Regions from separate parts of the Mus musculus genome. Here region 1 is linked to region 2. A link is a contact called in public promoter capture Hi-C data. All regions are on one chromosome and are shown on one strand. The core of a region is the stretch at or near the end of the contact, and the rest is flanking DNA. Distances in the headings are between cores, read along the strand shown.

Evidence for each region. Promoter capture Hi-C pulls out the DNA fragments that hold promoters and counts their contacts.
Region 1: a contact with region 2 is called in a promoter capture Hi-C map of pre-B cells, with 7 times the contacts expected there. The contact joins the enhancer-like site here to the promoter of Fam81a in region 2. A contact is called at or near these places in 7 of 39 promoter capture datasets (the C10 cell line, the HPC-7 cell line, HPC-7-derived erythroid cells and 3 more).

The regions. Positions count from the first base shown.
Region 1 is chr9:71,238,639-71,244,821 of GRCm38.p6, forward strand. The region is part of intron 1 of Aldh1a2 (aldehyde dehydrogenase family 1, subfamily A2); the gene reads left to right. Among named protein-coding and RNA genes, the nearest start is that of Aldh1a2, 26 kb to the left of the region's middle. Within about 2 kb of position 1,488, at least 7 of the 459 cell types and tissues checked have an H3K27ac peak or open chromatin away from gene starts, as enhancers often do.
Region 2 is chr9:70,139,666-70,145,600 of GRCm38.p6, forward strand. Fam81a (family with sequence similarity 81, member A) reads right to left here and starts at 1,892. Exons shown (of 9, transcript NM_029784.2): 1 at 1,648-1,892.

The sequences.
Region 1 (6,183 bases), core at 238-2,737, 1.1 Mb after region 2:
TGTTGACTAAGGGACAGCTCCTCTCAAAGTGAGTCTAAGGAGTCTAAGAACCTTGTCTTTGAAGGGTGTTTTCTAGTTCTTACTGAAAGAAGGACTTGCTACCTATGCAGTATCAGCACAGAGCAAACTTTTATTGAGCAACTGCGAAGGCCACAGTTCCAGTGTCAGAGAGCTATAAAAATAAAGATGGCATAGTGGTGCAGTTGTCCTTAAGGAGCAAACAGAAAAGTAGGAACATGGGTGACAGTATCACAGGCTAATATGATGGATAGATAGCAGATGGCAGAGGATCTTGGGAAGTCTTTTCTGAGAGGTTGTAGTTGAACTGCGTTTTGAAAGAGTGCCATTATTTTAATATTTTAACAAGTAAAGAAAGGGAGTGGCATGGTCAAATATCCTGGCTCATAAAAGTTCATATCTTGTTAAAGAATTGTTGTAGTTTTAGTGTGGAATGTGGGAGGGCTGAGAGTAATAGATTGTCTGAATGTCTATATCTCTCCCAAATTTTTTATGTTGCAACCCAAGTGGTTATCTAGGCAACAGTATTAAAGGTGAAATCTTTGAACAGTGATTAGACAGTTTCCCATGAGTGGGCTGTGTCCTTACAAAGGAAACCTCAAAACAGCTAGCCTATCTATTTTGCTATGTGTGTACAAATTGGGATAGGTGCCATCTGTGAACCAGAAAGTGGGTTCTCACTAGATACTGGACCTGCTGGTGTCTTGATCTAGCTCTCAGAGCTGTGACAACTGAGTCCCTGTTGTCTGGAAACCACCTGCTTTATGTTGTTTTGTAGTAGCAGTTGAATAAATTTAGAGAGGAGCTTAAGACTGCAGGATTTAGGGCACTATCTGCCCATTGGTTTATGCAAGGTTGCTGGTTCTTTCCAGAGGCACCGACTCCCACCATATTTAGGTATGAACACGTGCTCGATAGAAAATATAGTGTTGGGAGTTCAGCATGAGATGATGTTCTTCTGCATCGTTCTGGCTTAGGCATAGGAGAAGGATTGGCTGGGACAGATCAAACAGGAAGAAACACAGAGGTTATTGCTTAGGACAGTACAAATGCTACTCACAGGTTATGCAGCATGGTGGAGACACACTGGTTACTGCCATTTCCAGTACCACACTGCACTGAGCGGAAGGTAGCTGGTTGCTCAGCTTTTGGACTCCAGATCCATTTCGCTCCTAGATGCTGGCAGGTTCTTTACATTCCTGAGCCTCAACTTCCTCATCTGTAGAACAGAAAGGACACATTTCATTTGGCACCCCTGAGCATAAAGTATCTAGAACCATGCCCGTACAGCCTATGTATGCAAATGTTAGATTCCAGTGTTCCCCTGATAATCATGTTTTATGTTTGACTTTACAGTGAATTGACTAGTTATATGATTTTTCTCCTGCCTTGGCTGAACAGAACACAGATCTCTTTAAAGTATCAGCTTGGCAAACAAAAGGAGGAAGTCCAGGAATGCTGAGTAGACTGGAGAGAGCTTTGTCAACAGACCTACCTTCAAGTTTTTGCTCTGGGAATTACCTGTGGCATGAGTTTGGGCTTGAAACACAAATCATTGTTTATTCTATGAGAAGGTAAAATAGTGCCTACATCACAGATTTGACATCTAAATCGAGTGAGATAGTGAGAGTTCTCAGTACAATTTGGGTAACTAATTCTACTAGCTGTTCTGGATTATTTGTGTGAATTTCTACTATCCATGCACTTCATACTAAAACCAAGTGCCTTCCTGGATTATTATTATTATTTCTCTTCCTTCAGGTTGCTTTACTCTTCAAAGTGTAGTCACAACCATGTCTAGATTCCCAGCACAGCTCTTTAAGAACGTGTGCTTTAGTAGTCCTGCCTCTTCAGCTGTGCACTCAAAGATGCTTTCTCCGGAAGAATGGCCTGTTGCTTCTGACAGGCAGATGTGGTTGCTTTGGCTGGGTTTCAAGGAAGCACACAAGTTACCCCTCTGATATTATTATATGCAATTTGAATATAAAACATATCATTTTGGTTGGAGTTGGGGAAATAATTCAGCAAATATGGTGCTTGATTTGCAAGCACAAGGTTATGAGTTTGATCCCCAGAACCCATTAAAAAATCTAAGCACAATGGTGTGACTTTGTAACCCCAGCACCAGAAATGCAGAAACTGGTGGCTCCCTGGAACTTGCTGGCCAGCCAGCCTACCCTTCGTGATGGGCTCTAGGATAGTAAAAGTCCCTGACTCCAAAAAGAGTGGAAGATGCCTGAGGAAAGAATCCTCTGACCTCTACATTCACATGGGCTTGTGTATGCACATGCACCTGTAGACATGAACACACCACACACACACACACGCACACGCACACGCACGCACACACACGCACACACGCACACGCACACACACACACACACACGCACACACACACACACACACACACACACGCGCGCACACGCACACACACACACACACACACACGCACACACAGAGATATCATTTTATAAGCATGTGCCTAGGTGCATAGGAGATACTCAATGAATCCTTCTAAGTGTTGCTAAACACTGCATTAATTCAGCAACAGCGGGGCTGGCCTCCCCCAGCCACGGCACTACACACATCGTGTTGAGAGTCAGGTTAGTCTTATGCACCAGTGCCTAGCGTGGTGCCTAACATGGAGTAGATGCACATAGTAAATGCTTGGACCAAAAGGAGTAATGATAAAGGAGATAAGAAATAGGTGCCAACGGCCTCCCCTAACCTTTTTGTTCTCTCCTTTCCCCTCATTCTTTTCAGTTCCTCTCTTTCTCATAATAAACAGTGTCATGGATCCCTTAAGTATCCTAACTGTTACCTTTTAAAGAAGATAATACTTCTTTCATTTTCTCCCTACAAAAATGAAAAGTGACATGCCTCTATTATAAAGAAATGGCCTCAGCAACTTCTGGAAAAGCACTAGTGGTTAATCAGTTACTTTTTATTTAAATACATATGCTTAATGCTGAATTACATTGTAAAACTCTCAGGGTGATTTATGGTCTCAGTCGGCCTTAATTAACATCCATTCCAGGGGAATAGTAAATGGGAATGGCCTTCACAATTGAGGGCGAACAATGAACTCTCTGGGTGTTGTCCAATTTGTAACATGATTTACATGGAAGCCAGCCCTTCCTTTCTTAGGGTTATCCCTTTTTCATCTGGTGTTTAGGACGGGTTATATATAATCCATAGATAGGAACATTTGCTGTCAAATACGCTGGCTGATTTAGAGCTAGGCCACTAAATGGTCACTATTAATAAAGAGGGAGGGAGAGAGAGAGAAAAAAAATTCTCATCTGAGACTTTGCAGGGATTCCAGGTTCTTGCTATGTGTCATCGCTTGTCCAGCCCATGGCGGTTTTACGAAGTGACCATAATGAAAGTCAGATTGAATGCACAGGATACATACATTTAATCAACAGCCATTGGAGCCTGGAGTGCTGCAAGAGTTATAAGAGCCCTGTGAATGCAAATTTATGGTGAAAGAATCCAAGGGGCGGGAGGAGATGGATGTCTGCTGAATGGTACTACCTGACACGGGACACCAAAAGACTTTCCAGAGTGAGGGATTTCAGTGTAAGGTTTGGCTTGTAAAGCTGCCAGCTGCTTGGTTTCAAAACTTGAAACATTTCCAAAACCTTAGACAAGGCACTTTATACACGCACTAGAGTAAATACTCTGGTTTTACTACCAATTTAAATGTGCTCAGTTTACAGTAATGAGCTTGTATAGGCATTACCTTGTTTATAGAAAGTGGAACAGGAAGAAATGAACATTAACCAGGACCGGTAGCAGTTCCCATTGCCTTCTGCAACACGGACGGACGGATGGCGAGTCTAGTTTCTTCCAGTTTGGAACTATGTCACAACTGATACTGGTGTGTGTGCTTGGCTTTGATGCCATGTTGCTCCAACAGAGTCCCAGATGCTGTCATCCAACCAGCTTCTATCAAAGCCACCCACTAGACTGTGTCTTACTATTTTTAGTATAGCAGATGCAAGTAGCACAGTTAGGAATTATGGGACAGTAGAGTATACATAATTGGTTTTGTTTTAGCCAAGCCTGCTTTCTATAAGTGATTTGGTCTCAGGAGTCATTTATTTCCTCTTAACAATCATTTGCATATGATTTGATGTGGATATGGAAGCCCTGGTCTTTGTCTCTTGGAATGGTGAGTCAAGACCCTCTTTGGCCCTCTTACTGATGGGACCATATGCCAAAGGTAGACAGATGTGTTTAGACTGAGAGACATAATGCCCTTGGCCTAGAGAAGAAGGAAAACAAACCTAGGAGACCCTAGCAAGCATGGTGTCTAGAAGAGAGTAGACACTCAACAAATATTGGTGAAAGAGATAAGAAGCACAGAGAAGGGGGAGGGCAAGGCCTGCTAATAAAAAGAGACCATAGAGGCCCATGGCTAAGAGGCACAGCCTCTCCAGTTCAACTGTGTTTAGATTTTTAGAAAAGAAAAATGGGAGGAGAGGCCACATAGGAAAATTCTAAGGTTAACAAACTAGGAAACATGGGCAGGATGGCATTGCTATTCATGATAATAGAGATTTATTAGGAATTATGAAGAAGAAAGAAAAATTTTCTGAGTCCCATTGACCCCCATGTCCTTTGGGTACATTGCCTACATGCAGCGTAAGACTTCTGATCGCCAGGGTCTGGCTCCTGGTCTTTATTTTTCCATGTCTTTGCATGGCTTCTCAGACTCTTTGGGACCAAGGACACAGACTTGCAACTATCAATAGGACACTACTCAAGCATGAGCATACTCCTGCAGCTCCTCCTTCACCGTGGAGAGTATTAACACAATGCAAAGACTGCCGAAGCCAAGGGCCTGCTTGACTCAAGCCTACAACAAATTAAGAGTTCTCATAGCATGATTATTATATATGCCTGACAGCTTTTATTTGCTTGTTTTCATGTTCCAGACTCTCTGTTTGCTGACTGGTCTTGCTTTAAAAAAAGAAAAGAAAAGAACAAAAACAAAACACAAACAGATTTTCATGTTGAGAAAAGAAACAATTCAGAATGTCAGTGCTTATGTTGTGAGTTCTCCTGGGAGGTGACATCTCTTTATCATTGTGTTCCCTCTTTCTGTCTGTTTCCTCACCTCTCACTCTTGAATATCTCGCCTAGTCATGTATTGCCCTGATGTATTTCCTATCTCCCTGTTTCCTCGACTTTAAGTCATGAGTTTCTCCTCTATTCATTTAGTTACAACATCAAATCCGGGAGATTGTTTTGGGGCCACTTCATTATACTTAAATTTTTTTCTGGCATTATTTTAGTGACTTTATGTATCATTGGAAACATCTTTTTTTCTCCCATGATATTTTCACCCCATTTGTTCTTTATAAATGTGGGATTAATTAATAAACCTGAAATTTGCTTCTCTTTTGGCATGGCTTCCTACTTCTCTGACTGGCTGCTTCTCATGTGGTTTTAGATGTACTTGCTATTGTTTGTATGGATTTCCATGATTCCTGAGCCTTGCTCCCCTCTGCGTTCACCTCCTACCCTGAGGAGGAGGGTGTTGTGGTAGGGGATGATGTTGAAGAGCCAGAGGAAGCTCAATCCTGTGAGCTTTCTGTAGGACCAGGGACTTGGCAGTGGGAGGAAAAGCTAAATGTGCCTTTCTTCTCTGCCACACTTGAGCCTGGAAGGATATCAGATGGTCCCCAGAAGGGGGCTGTAATCAAAGAGAGCCTGCCAGGCCAGCGGAATCATTTTATTAGGGATAGAGTTTCTGTCTTCTACCTTCCCTGCCTACCCCAGGTCACCCTCCCTCGTTATTTCTTGTCTCCTGGAGTATTCTTCTAACATTTCAGCCACACCATCGCCCAATACCTCCCTTCTCTGTAGAGAACATTTGCTATGCTTATCTCTGCTGTCCATCTTGGCACTAAATCACAGAATGCCTTACATCATTTAACTTTCCTGAAAGCAGTTTCATCTGTGAAATATTATTATAAGTCCCAGAACAGTAGAGGATACATCTTCTTTGAGTTTTCAGTAGTACTTACAAACAAGTTCGGGCTTCCTTTAATAAAGATTGTATAGGGCTTTCTTTTTCTTTAGAATAAATTTTTTTCTTAATTATTCCCACCCTCCTTAGTTCCAACTTACGCTATTTATGTCTTGTCAGTTTAT
Region 2 (5,935 bases), core at 642-3,141:
CTTTTGTATCTGTATGCTAATGCGATTTCTAATATGTAAACCATTAAAGATTTCTAAGCCCTCAGGTAGCTGAGCTGGCAAAAGCTTACTAACTGGAAACTTGGCTTCCCAGCTCACAGTTTTACAGAGAGAGTCAGATTTCCATGGATATCAAGAGTGTCCTTGGAACACAACGTCAGAGGCATCTCAACAGTCCAGTGATGGGAGTCATGGGGACCTGTTGTGGCCCCTTGGAGGAAAGGGAAGTTTATGGATGAAAAATGGCCTCTGTGTCATTTTTAGTTCCAGCCAGTGCTAAAATTAGAAAAAATACCACAGCCTGTAAGTCACCTCTACACACACACACACACACACACACACACACACACACACAAGCCAAGGTAGATACAATGTGCATTTCTTAATAAAGAACGTATTTACTCTCAGAAAGCTAATTCGTTAATTTTTTAATTACATTTATTCGTTTAGCTCCTGTGCCTTGTGTGGGTGTGGAGGTCAGAGAACAAGTTGTGGGGGTTGGATGATTCTCTCCTTTCACAATGTGGGTTCCAGAGATCAAACCCAGGTCCTCAAGTTTAATGGCAAAGACCTTTACCCCACCCCCACCCCCCACCGAGCCATCTTGCTAGCCCCCTAACCCCAAATCTCCAAAGAACAATGCAAATGTCTGGCCCTAGTTCTAAGTGATTCCCTCTGTAGATCCAAACCAGTTCAACATTATTTCTGTGAAATAACCTCTTAACAGCATACACAGACTTTAAGCTGAGTGCACGCATGCGCATGTCACACACACACACACACACACACACACACACACACACACACACACACAGCTTCTGCACATTGAAGAAATGACTCACTTAATTTGCCACTGCCTGCCACTACTGGGTTTTGATTTTACCTGTTCAGACACAAAGTTTCCTATCAGATCAACTACAGGAAAGAAGTATTTGGCAGCTTGGACCCTGATTGGGTTCAGGACTTAAGTGCACCGAAGGGATTTTAATCTATGCATTTTAAGGAGCCTTTCCGGACCCCAGACTGTTCCCTCCATAAAATGGTAACATTTCTTGCTACTTTGGGAGCCAGCTCATTGGAAACCCCTTGCGGAATAAATATGGTTAAGTCTTGCATCCCCAGAGGGTCCCTTCCTCAGCTCACAGTACCAGCAAAACAGCCTTGTGCTGCAACTGGAAAGAACCAGAGCCCTTCCTTTCAAAGGATGAAAACCAGAGAATCCGCGGGAGCAATGTGGCTAACCCACCCAAGGTCACTCAGCTCCAACTGTGAATGATAGACTTGCCCCTAGTCCTGGCAAACTCTGCACACCCTTGGCTCTCCTCAAACAGTCCCTCGGGGGCCTCTTCTGTCTGCTAGCTTGCAGCCCCCGCGAAGATGCAATGCCACTTGCGCTCTGCGCCTAACTTCAGCCCTGCGCGTCAGCATTCAGTTAACCCTCTCGCGTCCAGAGTGTCACGCGGGGCACACGAGGCTTCATCCCTCACCCCCTCTCCCCAGCACTATCCCATGCCTATCCATGGAGTGGTTGCTCCAAGGTCACATCGACGGTCCCTGCGGAAGCACCCGCCGCTTGAGTCTAGAGGATGCCCGGACATGTGGGGAGGGGAGACACCTCTGAAGACTCACCCGCGCGCGGATCTGGCGCGCCGAGGCTGCCCATGTCGTCGCCGGCGCTCTGGGTGCGGTGGCCGCGAGCGCGGGGCTTTGCGGGGCGAACCCGGCTGCGGGCCCGCGCTCCAATCAGCGCGCGCGCGGCCCGGCCCGGGGTTCGCGGCTCCCCCACCCTGGAAGGGCGCGAGCCGCCGCGCGCCTCCCAGAGCCTCTTCCGGGCGCGTTGCCTGGACGCGGTTGCCGTGGCAGCCCGAGCTGGAGGCTTTCCCCGCGCGCCCGCGCCCAGCCCGCCGGCGCCCCTCCTCCCACCGCGTTCCCACACTCAAAATAGCCTTTCCGCGGCGCCGCGGGTCCCCACCCAGTTCGCTGCAGGGAGTCAGCGGGCGGGGACTTGCTTACAAGAACCTCAGTCCCGTCGTAGGGCGCGTCGACTTGGAGGCAGAGGTAGGTGTAGGGAAGGATGCTTCAATGAGAGCCCAGCCTTCCAGGTCTCTATGTCATCAATCATTTTCCCGGGAATCCTAGCATCCCTTATGTACCAAGCCTGGTTCCCACAAAAATAGTTAACTGCTTTTCCCACCTCAAACTGGGGAGAAGTTAGGGGTGAGACCACAGTCCAGGAAACAGCTCCTTCCAGCGCCACACCTGCACAGGTGATGGAACCCTCCAGGCGACAAGTGTGTATGAGGGAATCACCAAGCCTCGCGCACAAGAGACAGGACCCCTGGGAAAATGCCCGTTTCTCCTCCCAGCCCTCTTCCTACCTTCTGCCTCGCTCCCAGGGAGTTCCAGCTTTGCTCTCCTTCCCATCAGTGCTGGATCCTCAGCAGGAATCACTCACAATTTTGCTTCCTCTCCGTAAGGTGGGGTTTAAGAAGAGTGGAGGATCCCACCTTTGCTCACCTCACTGCGTCTGGTTCATAGCTCTTACGTAGAGGCATGGGCTTACCCAGTGTAGGTGCTCCTGTCTGGCGGCTCTCCTCTGCCCCCAATTCAAAGGAAGCTAGGAAGAACGCAGGCTGTGCAGCCACTTGGGAAAGCTCTGGTCTTGGAATTCTCGATCCTGTAGTTATTTATGTGTCGTCTTGGGTGTTCTGTAATTAACTCGCCTGTAAAGTAATAACTCCCCAAAACACACACACACACACACACACACACACACACACACACACACACACACACACAGAGAGAGAGAGAGAGAGAGAGAGAGAGAGAGAGAGAGAGAGAGAGAAAGAGAGAGAGAGACTGCTAAGGTGAAATGGAGAAGATGAAGATGGAGAAGGCAGGGACTCTGCTCCCCTCCCGGCCATTGCAGCCTAACACATATTGATCAGATAGTTAGACGGGTATAAAAAAGACTGCTGACCAGAGGGCATGGCCTTAAGTCCTGTCTCACGGAGATCTCACCTAATAGTGTTCTTTAGTGTGTGATGGTTTATTTCTCTTTCTGTATCACTTGGTGCACAGCGTGTAAATACGGATGGGATCCAATCCCATGGCGAAAGGTTCTCTGAGAATTTCCACCATTTAAGATAAATTTGAGGGGGCGAGGAGATGGCTCAGTAGATAAGTGCTTGCCTTGCAAGTGTGAGGACCTGAATTTCATCCTCTCTGAATTTCATATATATATGTGTGTGTGTGTGCGTGTGCGTGTGCGTGTGCGTGTGTGTGTGTGTGTGTGTAGAGGGGGGAAGAGGGAGAGAGAGAGAGAGAGAGAGAGAGAGAGAGAGAGAACTCGTGTCGTGCACATATTCTCACACAGGCTCCCCACATGCACAAAATAAATAAACATGCCAGCCATGGGGATTTGGTGTTCACTTGTAATTCCAGAGCTGAGGAAGCAGAGACAGGCAGACAGATCAGGGCTCATAGGTCGTGCAGCCTTGCCTTCTTGATGAGTTCTAAGTCTGTCTTTAAAAGGTGGATCATGCCTAATGAATGATATTTGAGGCTGTCCTCTGACCTACACACACACACACACACACACACACACACACACACACACACACGCACGCACAAATGAAACATATTACTTGCCACAGTGTCTGGAAACACAGCTGTTACGATAAAGTGCCAGCTCTCCTCACAATGAGGCCAGAGTCAGGTTCCAAGGCTTTCTACCTGTTCCCATAGGCTGCCTTCTAGCGCAGGGTGTGCCTCTCACAACCAAGACAGTCAGTTCCTGTCCATTTTGTTTCCTTTTCCCTCCTTCTCCCTTCGCTCCCTCCCTATCCTGCTTCATCCTGCCACGGGCCAGGAGTCAAGGAGTCAAGGTCCTAAGAAGGGGTGGGAGTTGTCACTCTGGTGGCTGTCAAAGCATAACTTTATTACCACAAGTCCTCCTCACACTCTGGGGTAAGGCAGGGGAATACCTGGGAGGCGAGAGGGGTTTGCCGTAAGCGCACACACACCCCGACTTAATTTCTTTTTTTAAACAATCATGCTGATTAACATAAGACACCACATATTTAAAGATTCCTTTGCAAGGCCTGATGGCTCATACCTCTAAATCTAGCAGACAGTAGGTTGAGGTGGACTGGACGCCATTGTGATTTCCAGGTGAGCCTGGGTTACAGAGGGGACTCTGTCTTAAAGAAAACAAAAAAGTAAAAACAATTCACTTAATTTTTTTTTAAAAACTATGATACTAGTTCTAAAATTTCAAAAACGGTGTCAAATCAGGCCTGTGACTTCCTGCTTCTCCCCGCTCCCCCTTTTTTTCAGGCAATCTATTTTTAATCCTAATTTAAGCTCCTTACCCCTTTACACACCTGTCAGGTAAATTGCAGTCACGTACTCAATGTTCCAGAATTGTTTGTATTGTAACTCATTATAGAAAATGGCTTTTTTTCCCTTGCCTTACTTTAATTACCAAACCATGAAGTTACCACAAATTATTATATGCTAGCACAGTTTATTACTAAAAAAAAAAAAATTTTTTTTTCAAAGGAAGAAAACTTGACTTGCCTCGCCTTCCCAAAGGACTACAACTGTAAAACTAAAGATGGTTTTCATCAGTGACAGCCCAGCAGGTGAAGGCATAGACAAAATCCTGCCTCAAAAGATAGATCGATCAAGGACAACACCTAATGTCAGTCTTTAACCTCCTTGTGTCCCCACATATGGGAATACACAACTATACATATGTACCACACACACACACACACACACACACACACACACACACACAAGCACACACAAGCACACACATACAAATAAAGTAAAAAAAAGTTGAGGGCCTAGGTTTGTCAAAAGACGTGTTTGTTGGGCCTGGAGAGGTAGCTCAGTGGTTAAGAGCACTGTTTGCCCTTCCAGAGGACCCAGGTTGAATTGCCAGCTCCCACACAGCAGCTCATGGCCACCTGTAATTCCAGTCCCAGGGGATCTGATGCCCTCCTCTAGCTTTTGTGGGCATCCATGTATGGGGTGCATAGACATACATACAAGGTAAAACACCCATCCAAATAAAAAGAATAAAATGTTCAAAAATATTTTTTAAAAATGGTATTTGTAAGAATGTAAAGTAGGGCTGGCAAGAAGGCTCAGCGGCTAAGAGCACTGACTGCTCTTTCAGAGGTCCTGAGTTCAAATCCCAGCAACCACATGGTGGTTCACAACCACCCTTAATGAGATCTGATGCCCTCTTTTGGTGTGTCTGAAGTCAGCTACAGTGTACTTATGTATAATAATAAATAAATCTTTGGAAGAAAAAAAATGTAAAGTAGATGAGCCAAAACCAACGGGATGAGTTCAAGATGAATATATAGAGTTGTTACTAGTCTGCTCCTGGCCTATCCAAACAGTGTAACCCCTGAGGTATCCAGGTCTGTAGGATGTGTCACAAGCTACTTATTCCTAATAACACGGAGCCGAACAATCCTCCTCTTAGGAGCGGTCACACGTGGGAACAAAGCAAAAAAACTTTCCCATAGAGGAACAGTGAGGAAAAGCCAGTGATGTGGGGGTTGGGACCATGTCAGAGAGGGCAAAGACAAAAGGTCCACAGGTGACCTTCATGAGTAGTTGGCAGGTGAGTTAAGCAAGACCAGGTGGCAGAGAAATGCAAGGAAGACGGGTCACTTTTTCCTGTGGTTTTCTGAGACAGTGTCTCATTATGTAAACCAGGTGTGCTGGTTGGATTTTTGCCAACTTGACAAAAGCTAGAGTCATCTAGGAAGAAGGAATGCCAGTTCAGGGTTTGTCTCCATTAGACAAGTCCGTGGGGCATTTTCCTGATTGATGATTGATATGGGAGGGCCCAGCCCACCGTGGGCGGTGTCTCCCCTTAAGCAAGCATTCCTGA